Linked DNA regions of Zea mays: region 2 is linked to region 1. A link is a contact called in public Hi-C data. All regions are on one chromosome and are shown on one strand. The core of a region is the stretch at or near the end of the contact, and the rest is flanking DNA. Distances in the headings are between cores, read along the strand shown.

Region 1 (5,952 bases), core at 1,163-3,662:
CCATTTATTCATGCATAGGTTAATTTTGATGGGGCCCGATAGGTCACCCTAGATTGTTTATCTCAATACCTTGTTTACCCCTGAATCACTTGGGTAGTTTTGCTATTGCTTTACATGGTTTTGGGATAATCATTTATTATATCTATGTTCCAATTCTTTTGTTATTCTATTTATGTTCATGTCAAGATCATTAATGTTAATTGGAACATAGAGCTTAACTTGAGTAACACGTGCCACCATAAGGGATTAATGGGATGCCCTTGGCTGACTAATTAGGAAAGCTAGTGGAAGACTACCTTACCCGAAAGGGGCAAGGGCAGTAGGGGAGTTGCATGCAAGGAGGTTCTCGGGTTGATTTAGCTGCGATGGCGGTCAGACGGGGGATTCTTGCAAGTGCTCTTCCCATAAACTGTAGCGGGTTTTCGAAAGCTAGTGCAACTTTGTAAAGGCCTCGTAGTGTTGCCCTGTCTCGCCTCCTAGGTAGAGGTGTATGGGAGTCGCGACCCCTTGGCAGATGGGTAACATGACTTGTGGGTAAAGGGTACAACCTCTGCAGAGTGTAAAACGGGTATACTAGCCGAGCTCACGGTCATGAGCAGCTCAGGACTCTCTGATGATTAATTTATGGAACTAAAATTCAATTTTGTCATTTGTATATGCATGGGATTATTATTAATTTTGTTCTATTATTTTTATTAAGGTTTGGTATTTACTTACATTTAGTAATTGCTAATAAAATTTTGACCAACTAATTAAAAGCAATGCTCAGCTTTAACCCATGTCATTGATTAGCCTTACACATCACATTAACTCTCACCTTTGTGAGTTCATGTCCACTGGTTCCCCACAACTTGTTGAGCTATGATCATGTGTGAGCTCACCCTTGCTGTCTCACACCCCCACCCCCACAGGAGAAGAACAGGTGGTTCAGGAGGAGCCACAAGGCGAGGAGTTTGATCTGATCTAGGTGGCGTTTCTCAGTTGACATTGGCGCCAATGACGATCCTTAGTTCGTTTTATATTTGATTTTGTAATAAGACTTTCGCTATGTAATAAATACTCTGATTATTGTGACATTTATCTCTATACACTCTGTTATTATATATGTTGTCTTCTTGGCGCATATATGAGATGCACCTGACTTTGTTCCTTAAAGCCGGGTGTGACACCTTCGAGTTGATTTTAACTCAAAGTCAACAAAATAAGTTGTTAATGAAGGTCTTCACACATGAGTCAAGGTTTTCTTTGGAGTCTCGAGCCAATTGTTCTCAAAATCGACTTAACTCTCAAGGGTTTGAGGGGGGTAGATATCCGTGTCCCCATGACGCAGATCCGGTGCATGGGTTGTTGGAGGGCCTAAGTAGGTCGGGCGGCTGATTTTATGGGCCAATCGGCCAACTGATGCCTAAAGATGGTGCAAAAGCTTGGAGATCAAGGAAGGGAGGCGGATTCTTTCCGTTAAGAAAAGCGCGAAGACTCACTGTTGACTCGGGAATAGACTCGAGATCACAGGGGACATGATAAGGAGGAAAAAAACTAACTTGTAACCCCGAATCCATCAGCATATATAAGGCGGGTTGGGGACCCCTACGCATCATCTGATCATACCTAGTAGATCCCATCTTTTAGTCATCCCACTCCGGCACCTCGAGCTAGTAGTGCATCATTGTAACCTCGAGACCAAAGCAAAACAATCTCCACAACACACAGGACGTAGGGCTTTACGCCTTCTAACGACGTGAACCTGTATAATTCTTGTGTCACGTTGCGTTCTGCACGAACCATTGAGCTACCGTTGACCTCGCCAACCATAAAAAGCACCCCGTGATACATCCCATGGTGTACAATCAGCACCAAACACCGACAGTGGACGAAACTTTTTAATTTGGATTCATTTGGGGCTTAAAATTCTAAAAATCGTTTATAGTAGTGTTTTGTCAAGAAAAAGAAATCGATGGCGTAAATATTTATAGTGATGGTTTGTCTAGAATGGACGCCTTTGAAGCTTGCGATTTTCTTGGGTCATTCATTCATATCGACAAAAGTCAGAAACGTTAAAGGCTAGTAAAAATAGATTTAGAGTACTAATATTGTATATGTACTAGTGAACCACTATAAGGACACGAAACTCTGACTTTATGACTGGATGGACATATATATAATTACGTTAGTTAGAATGCTAGGTAAATACGATAATGATAATAATTAGATCTGATATATATGGCCTCTATGGTGCGGGCGGCACTGAGGAGCGTCACCACGCACCACGATGCTCTATCGCTTAGCCATGTCCACCATGCATTATACTATGCTCTGTAGCTAAGCTAGCTGACTAGCTCTATCTCTCTCTCGCTCCCTAGCCCAGCAAGTGGACCTCGTATAAAGGGGAGGCCAGCTGAGCTCAAGGAATCAAACTAGCTAGCAATAAGCTACAGAGCACTGCCTGTTGTTTCTTCTTCCTCCTCTCTCCCCTCTCGATCGATCGATCCAACAAGCTAAGCTTGGTCCTTGCTTTCTAGCTGCCTGGTACGGTCTAGCGACCGATCGATCGATCGATCGACCATGTCGTCCTTGCTATGTATTAGCCGCAGGAACAACAAGAAGGACAGCGATGGCGATGGAGAGTACGGTGGCGAGCAGATCATCATCAGCACGGGCGGCGCGGCCATGAGGAAGGGCCCGTGGACGGACGAGGAGGACGAGCAGCTGGTACGGTTCGTGCGCCTGTTCGGCGAACGCCGATGGGATTTCTTAGCAAAGGTGTCAGGTTTGCGCGGTGGCGGGTGCGTCGACCGATCCGCCTCCATGCAACTCCGCATGCACGAGGAGGGTCGGTCGGCCTCGATCGAGCAGCTAGCAGTGTTCTTAACCGTTTGCTTCTTCTTCTTCCTCCTCATCTTTGTCGCGTATCTGCGTGCGGCTCTTGTGGATACGGACGGCGACGTGCGTGCAGGTCTGAGGCGCACCGGCAAGAGCTGCCGCCTCCGGTGGGTGAACTACCTCCACCCGGGGCTCCGGCGCGGCCGCATCACGGCCGATGAGGAGCGCCGCATCGTGGAGCTCCACGCGCAGTGGGGCAGCCGGTGGTCGCGCATCGCCAGGAGCCTGCCCGGGCGCACCGACAACGAGATCAAGAACTTCTGGAGGACGCGGACCAGGAAGAAGGCGCTCGAGGAGAGGAGGGCTGCCGCAGCAGCAACGTCGACGGCGGCGGAGTCGGCGTCCTCGGTGATGACGGTGTCGTCGTCGTCCGAGTGCCGCCGCCCGCCCGTATCGTCGTCGTCGTCGTCGTCTTCGCTACGGCGGGACGAAGCGCGGCGCAGCGGCGACGAGACCGAGGAGGCGTCCACGCCCACCGCGGCGCCGGCGACCAAGCACGATGAGGAACCCCAGCCGCAGCCGCAGGAGTGCTACGACTTCCCCATGGACCAGCTGTGGAACGAGATCGCGGCAGCCGATGCGGCGGCGATGAGCTACCTTGTCGTGGACGCCTGCTGGGGCGGAGCTGCTGTTGGTGGTCACTGTTATTACTACGGCGCCGCCGCAGCCTCAGCCGCCTCGCCGCCGCCGCCGGCCTCGCCGCCGTGGGAGTACTGCGGCTCCGATTTTTCGCTGTGGAGGATCGACGACCAAGAGTACTACAAGAAGATGCTCGACTCCTCCTCCTGATCCCGGCCCGCGACTCATATCGTTTGGCGAGGACACACGTACATACGCGCTCTGTGAATTTGCTAGCTCATATATATTATCCAGGCGAGGCGAGGAACGAGCTGAGATCATGGTGGTGAGATGAGATGAGATGAGATGAGAGAGTAGTGTGTATTAATGGTGGTTCAGATCGAGTAGTGTGATAAATTAACAGAATATATATAATAATTTACGCTTCTCTCCGAATCCATATATCGATAGATGATCGACCGATACTTATATATTCTGTAGCATCTACACGTACGCCTTATTAGCTATTACTACTTGAAATCCATACCAATTCCATATTCCAACTTTCCAAGAAAGAGATGCAGTGCAGCAAGCATGATGCGTACTCCATGCGTGCATGGCCTGCATGGGAATCTACCTAATAGTGGGAAGGAACCCTAGCTAGCTAGCTCCCAGGCGACCAGCATCTTCTTCTGTGATTAAAGAGAGAGAAATAGACGTAGGATGCTTGGAGAGAGATGAGAGAAGAAGAGAGGGCCCACAACAAGAAGTGCTGCAGGAGGTGGAAGAGGAAGAGCATGCAGCTAGCAGCCTAGCTAGCGCCATTGTCGTTGGTGCAGGTCACTGTCCAGACTATTTTCCCGCGCGCGCGTCCCTCCAGTCGTGTCAGATTCCAAACCAACGTACGCTAGTAGATTTCGATACTAGTGTATGTATTGCAAGTAGTGGTAGGTAGTAGAGATTAGTGGGTGATCCACAGCATCAGCTGTGTGGGCCGCCTACCTTATTTTGGCCCAATCCCGATCGATTAACCTAGCATTATCATCATCGTGAATTAAAAAATTGCATCCACTAGCCACCGGTTAGTGGTCCATTCACCACACCACATCCACAGGCAGACAGGCTGGACGGGCGAGCGGGACACACAGATGCGTGCGTGTTCCGTTAATGTATACGGAACAGATTCACTGGCATTTTCCCCCTTTCTTTTCTTTTCTGATGATGGCAACGCGAGCCACGGGTCGCTGGAGAGAAATCTATACTGGGCCTCCATTCTGAAACCTCAGTCTGGTGGTCTGGGCTGGGCCACACGTCGTCACGGATCGATAGACAGGCCCACCAACCTCTGGGCCACACGTCCCACTTGGCATCCACACATCCTCACATCCCCGCTCCACTATTTTTTTTACCAGTAGCCAAAGCAAAAGGGCTGCACATGGGTAGGGCTGGAAAGAATAGCTCGTTTGGCTTATGATTAGCTCAGTTCAGTTTGACTCGACTCATTTTCAATTTTATCACGAACTAAGCTAATATCTTAGCTCCATTTATTAATGAGCCAGCTCGTTAGCTCGAACGAGCTAGCGTTTGTCGGCAAAACAAAACCTCCACCTATGTTAGATGGACTAATAAGTGATGAACTGTGTTAATTCTGTTGAGAACTACGTTATCACGGATCACCAGATCCGCACCCTTTCCTCCCGTCAGCAGATTAGGCGCGAGAAGTCGTGGAAGACCCATATCCCTTCCCAGTTGCACGACAGAGGAAACACACGATACACGATGTAGGGGTGGGCCTTTGGCCTTTTTCTCTTCTCTATCATATGAAGGGGTGTACAGGTTTCTTATATAGAGATGTGAGACCCCTCAGGGGCAAAGTCGGTATTTGCCCATATAACCCTAACTAGGGTTACTTAACACCCCCCCTTGGGCGAATAACGAGACCAACACATGCCTCTTTAAAACTCCCAAAAACCCAGTGGGAAAAATATGGAGAAAGAGTACATGGTGACGCAAATTGCATTTGCACTTTGTTGCCTCATTAAAAACCTTATGTGAGAAACTTCAGAAAAACTCACCAAGGAAAAAGAGTATAGCAAATGTCATCAGGACAAATTTCGATCTTCTGGATCAGGATTCCATCGAACCTTCTACAAGGGCTAAATTTAGAAATGTGCTCCCCCGATCCTTGCAAAACCGTATCAATAAGGCAAAACATCTTCTGGAAGTATATGCACATAAAGATTTGTCAAACGGATTACATATCCTTGCAAGGACTATTTTAGGAACTTTACCTCTACTCACTTCTAGGATATACGAGGTAAGTGCGCGTATCAACATAAATAAGCCACTTTGACTGATGGTGTTCGATCGACTGGATCTATATATTTGACAAAAATTTCTATAAGGGTTCACATATTGACCATCAAGCAACGCCTTCAGGGCATAGAATATGACATTTATTGTCTCACGATTGTGATCAATATAAGCATTCACTCCCCTGACGATGACATCTGT
Region 2 (5,952 bases), core at 1,447-3,946, 190 kb before region 1:
TGATATTATTGCAGCCCTGTGATATTATCGCAGCCAGCAATGTGTACGCTATTTTTATCATATTATCACACTACTTTAGTAATCAGTAATGTAATAACACCTGGATTTGTCCATGGCTACATTGTAAACAAACTCATTTTACTAGCATGCTATACAAGAGAGTCTGATCTTATTAGTTTTCACACAGGTAGCATCTTACTCTTACCAATGTTTCTCCTATTTCCATTCCAGCCATGCTAATCAAACAAGAATGGGGCTAGGCCGCTAGAGACACATTTGGATACAAATTTCTTTAGGAGTTTTGGGAAATGTTAAAGTTTAACAAAATATTTTGGTTTTGGGTACAAAGGGGTGTTTGAATGCAACAAACGATGAAGATTGAAAACGTCAGTATTGTTAAAATAGTCTCTTATAAGTTCTTGAAAGTTCACCTAGGACCACTTTTTTATAAACCCAGATATCATATGTCCGTAGTTTCTAAAACTATAGTTTTTTATATCATGTTTATGGAAATTAAGACATCCAAATAGATCCTGGCATCCTAGGTTTCATGATTGAGTACAAAATCACCAATCTATCAGGCCCTAACTCACCTATGCTCTGCGACTACATGATTGTCAGACACGACAACAGTTTTGGCCAACTGCATTTTGTGATTCTGCTGCCTGAAACAAAGATGAAAGCATTACGCAACTAGTGCCGACAGAGATCACACCGTATAAGCTGAAACTGCAGAATTTCTCCATCACCTACACTCTCTACAAGTACAAGAGCATCACTATATTGTACTATAGCTTACCTATTGTCTGGAACAATGTTATTGTTGGACCCAACAGCGGGGTTGGTCACTTCCAACTTGTTTATATTTTGGTCGCTGAAAAAAGAGCATAAAAGGCCAACAAAACATTATACAACTACTAAAAATAACTTCAGCACTCTCAAATATTAAAAAGATATAACAACATCAAGCAACCTAGGTGCTGTTTGGTTCACGAAATGTAACGTAAAGGGTAATGGTAATGGTTTACACTCGATTACGGGCGGTAACAAGTTTGAATAGTCCGGTATCAATTTTTAGTATGGTATCTGATTACGGTTGGACTAAAACAAACATAATTTAACGTTATCACTTACCCATTACGTTACAAATATTTGAACCAAACGGTACCCTAATGCTACAAGAACTGACAGACAAAAAATGGTGAATTCTTTTCTTCTAACAATATTAATGTAATGGATCCGCCATAAAAAATACAATTAGATCACAGAACAGTAAGATGGTTGCACAGCTTTTCGTATATTATGATCAAGCAGCACAGCACTACATTATGACCAAAGCCTTCTACTAAGGAGCTTTTGCTATTATAATACTCATTTCATTAGGCTTCTTCTTTTTAGTACTTATAATTTTACCTTCTCCATAACAGTATTCATAGGTAACCCTATTCTTTAAAATAGTACTTCGACCTCTTTTTAATCATTTCTATTTTCTTTTCTTATTTCTCAGCACCGTACTCCCTACTTTTCCTCTCTCCCTCCACATCTCTATTCATCACAAGAATGCATACATACATACAACAGACTAGATATCGCAGGTGTAATTCTCAGATGCATCGACAAGTGTGATCATATTTATTACTGACGTACTGACCGGTTAGGTTATATATCACAGTAGCTATCATCCACGGCTGAACAACTCCAAGTAATTCCTTTGTCTATCATTCGTCTTCCATCTTCATGCCAAATAAAAATAATATACAAAACTACTACTATCTATCTTGACAAGAACATGTTCAAACGGTTGCTGGTGACCCTCATCCCTCAGCCAGTCAATAGCATCTAAGCAAACTAGACACAGATATTAGCATTGGCAGTATGAATTCCTGCTAGAACTGATATAGCAGTACGGCTAATTTAGGTGGTGAGAAATAAGAAAATAAAATGAAAACAATTAAAATGGGTTAGAATACTATTTTAAAGGATAGGTTCACTTGTAAGTACTATTATAGAGAAGATAAAATTGTAAGTACTAAAAGAGAGCAGCCTGATAAAAGGAATACTATAATAGCAAAAAGCTCTACTACTAAACCCTGCATTTGTCGATTATATATCTGACTATTATTATGCCACTGTTGTTCAGAGCTCACACCATGCCTTCATGCTATTGCGATGAATATTTCACGAATTCAGCAATCCTTTTGGGCAGAGGAACCAACTTTCCAAGCCCTAACTCACCTATCCTTTGCCTCGACCGGCTGGTCAGACTCAGACCCGGCAGCAGAATCGGCCTCCCCTATCTCCCCCTCCACCTGCTGCGTTTCCGGCTCCGCGGCCTCGGCCTCCATCAACCTCCTGATCCTCCTTTTCTCCTTCTTCTCCTTCCTCCTCTCCTCCCTCCTCCGCTCCACCTCCTCCCTTATCTCCTCCTCCGTCTGCCGCACCACCTCGGGGAGCGACAGCTTCTTCTTGGGCCTCCGCTCCCGCTTGGGGCGCAGCCGCTTGGAGGATGCGAGCCTCTCCTTTACGGCCTCCACATCCTCTCCATGCTCCTCCTCCGCGGCTTTGCCGGCTGGGAGGAGCGTGTGGAGCTTCAGCTTCAACTTTTTGCGCGCGAGCACCATGGCTGCTGCTTCGAGTTCGGCGGCGGCTGCCAGGTTTTCGTGGGAGAAGAAACGGGAGGAGGAGATGGCCGAAGCGAAAGGGTTTTAATGGGCCTGTTGGGCTTTATAAAGGCCCAACTGGAACTGATCTCTCACTCGTCCACTCATGTGACACCGAAACACAGTACATAATCTACAATGTGGCCATACTGAAGGCCCATGCCACTCTTACTACCAAAAGCCTAAGCCGAAACTCACAATGTGGTCTGTTTGGTTGCATGCATGGCTAAGCCTGGCTCGTATCTAGTGAGCCTACCTCTAACTAGTCTGGCTGAATACATGCACCTTCTTTTGTTTAGTTGTCTGCATGTGATCAGTCTAGTTCATGACAGATGTTGATTGGTTGTCTATATGAATATTTGTTGTATGCGTTTAAAAAGTTATTAAATAAATGAAAATTGTATTAATAGACAGTAATTATATGTTAAAATCATTTAATAGACACTAACTACATGTTAATAAACACTAATTATATACTAATCTTAACCATGTAAATTTTTTATTTAAAATATACATAGCATGTGCGGTCTAGTTTTGTTCGTAAAAATATTAGAAACACAGATATGAAATCGGCTCGGTAATTAAATCTTTTAATTACAAAATATAACAAAAAAACCAACAAAACCAACGTCTCGATTTGCGTGCTTGAGTAAACAGCCGCTTAGTCAAGCCTGGCCGCGCGCGTGCGACCGTTCCAGGCGTTCCCTTCAGGGCTGGCTCGGGGCGCTTTGAGGTTCGTGTTGACCTGTCTCTTGGAATACTGAAAGGGAATTAGACTTACACCTTTTTCCTAATTGATTTTTGGTGGTTGAATTGCCCAACACAAATAATTGGACTAACTAGTTTGCTCTAGTCTATAAGTTTTACAGGTGCCAAAGGTTCACAATAAGCCAATAAAAAGACCAAGAAAGGGTTCAAACAAAGAGAGCAAAAGACATCCCAAAAGGCACCCTGGTCTGGCGCACCGGACAGTGTCCGGTGCACCAGGGCACTCGACGCTGAACTCGCTACCTTCGGGAAAATGGGAGGCCGCTCCGCTATAATTCACCGGACTGTCCGGTGTGCCAGCGGAGCAACGGCTACTTCGCGCGCAACGGTCGACTGCAACGCATTAAATGCGTGCCTGCACACGCAGAGGACAGAGCACGCGCAGTTGGCGCACCGGACAGTCTACAGGACCTGTCCGGTGCACCACCGGACAGCTCAGGGCCCCCAAGTCAGAGCTCCAACGGTCGAACCCCAACGGTCTGCTGACGTGGCTGGCGCACCGGACTGTCCGGTGCGCCATGCGACAGCAGCCTTCCAACGGCCATTTTTGGTGGTTGGGGCTATAAATACCCCAACCACCCCACATTCAATGGCATCCAAGTTTTCCACCTTCAACACATTACAAGAGCTATAGCATTCAATTCTAGACACTCCAAAGAGATCAAATTCTCTCTCAAGTCCAAAGACAACTCCAATCAATAGTGACTAGTGAGAGAGTGATATTTGTGTTCATTTGAGCTCTTGCGCTTGGATTTCTTCTTTTCTTTCTCATTCTTCTTGTGACCAACTCAATTGTAACCAAGGCAAGAGACACCAATTGTGTGGTGGTCCTTGCGGGAACTTCGTGTTCCGTTTGATTGAGAAGAGAAGCTCACTCGGTCTAAGTGACCATTTGAGAGAGGGAAAGGGTTGAAAGAGACTCGGACTTCGTGACCACCTCAACGGGGAGTAGGTTTGCAAGAACCGAACCTCGGTAAAACAAATCATCGTGTCTCGCTCTTTATTTGCTCACGATTTGTTTTGCGCTCTCTCTCTCTCTGACTCATTTATATTTCTAACGCTAACCCGGCTTGTAGTTGTGCTTAAGTTTATAAATTTCAGATTCGCCCTATTCACCCCCCTCTAGGCGACTTTCAATTGGTATCAAATCCCGGTGCTTCATTAGAGCCTAACCGCTCGAAGTAATGTCGGGAGCATCCGCCAAGAGGGAGACCGGGACCGGCGAGAAGCCCGCCACAAGCCATGGGAAGGCTCCATCTAGGGAGTCCGCCAACAAAGTGAAGGGATCCCCTTCACACAACAAGTCGTGGCGGAGCGGTGACAAGAAGAAGAAGATGAGGAAGGTGGTCTACTACGAGACCGACTCTTCGTCGCCATCCACCTCCAGCTCCGACACATCGTCCGTAACTTCTAAGCGCCATGAGCGAAAGAAGTTTAGTAAGATTCCCCTACGCTATCCACGCATTTACAAACGTACTCCATTACTTTCTGTCCCATTAGGCAAACCACCTATGTTTGATGGTGAACATTATAATATGTGGAGTGATAAAATGAGGCATCATCTAACCTCACTCCACACTAGCATTTGGGATGTTGTTGAGATTGGAGTACAGGTACCATCACCGGGGGATGAAGACTATGATTCGGACGAGGTCGCCCAAATCCGGCACTTTAACTCTCAAGCCACCACTATACTCCTCGCCTCTCTAAGTCGAGAGGAGTATAACAAGGTGCAAGGGTTAAAGAGCGTCAAGGAGATTTGGGACGTACTCAAGACCGCGCACGAAGGAGATGAGGTGACCAAAATCACCAAGCGGGAGACGATCGAGGGGGAGCTCGGTCGGTTCCGACTCAACCAAGGCGAGGGCCCTCAAGCCATGTACAACCGCTTGAATACCTTGGTGAACCAAGTGCGCAACCTCGGGAGCACCAAATGGGATGACCATGAGATTGTCAAGGTTATTCTAAGATCCCTCGTTTTTCTTAATCCTACGCAAGTTCAATTAATTCGAGGTAATCCTAGATATACACTAATGTCTCCCGAGGAGGTAATAGGAAATTTTGTGAGCTTTGAGTTGATGATCAAAGGTTCAAAGAAAATCATCGAGCTAGACGGCCCCTCCACGCCCGAAGCACAACCGGTCGCATTCAAGGAGACGGAGGAGAAGAAGGAGGAGTCTACATCAAGTAGACAACCCATCGACGCCTCTAAACTCGACAATGAGGAGATGGCGCTCATCATCAAGAGCTTCCGCCAAATCCTCAAGCAAAGGAGGGGGAAAGATTACAAGCCCCGCTCTAACAAAGTTTGCTACAAGTGTGGTAAGCCCGGTCATTTTATTGCAAAATGTCCACTATCTAGTGACAGTGACAAGGGCGACGACAAGAAGGGCAAGAGGAGAGAAAAGAGGAGGTACCATAAGAAGAAGGGCGGCGATGCCCATGTGTGTCGCGAGTGGGACTCCGACGAGAGCTCCACCGACTCCTCCTCCGACGAGGACGCCGCCAACATCGCCGTCACCAA

What was found. Hi-C and Micro-C count contacts between places; a contact is called where the count stands out from the background.
Region 2: a contact with region 1 is called in a Hi-C map of leaf, with 4 times the contacts expected there. The contact joins the promoter of LOC103629229 here to the promoter of LOC100272853 in region 1. A contact is called at or near these places in 4 of 25 Hi-C or Micro-C datasets (bundle sheath, endosperm and leaf).

What each region holds. Positions count from the first base shown.
Region 1 is chr6:42,653,724-42,659,675 of Zm-B73-REFERENCE-NAM-5.0, reverse strand. It overlaps LOC100272853, which reads left to right and starts at 2,412. Exons shown (of 2, transcript NM_001353547.1): 1 at 2,412-2,709; 2 at 2,954-3,890. The coding sequence starts at 3,232. The coding sequence ends at 3,669.
Region 2 is chr6:42,841,390-42,847,341 of Zm-B73-REFERENCE-NAM-5.0, reverse strand. LOC103629229 (phragmoplastin interacting protein 1) reads right to left here and starts at 2,696. Exons shown (of 6, transcript XM_008650407.4): 1 at 2,236-2,696; 2 at 800-874; 3 at 594-665. The coding sequence starts at 2,621.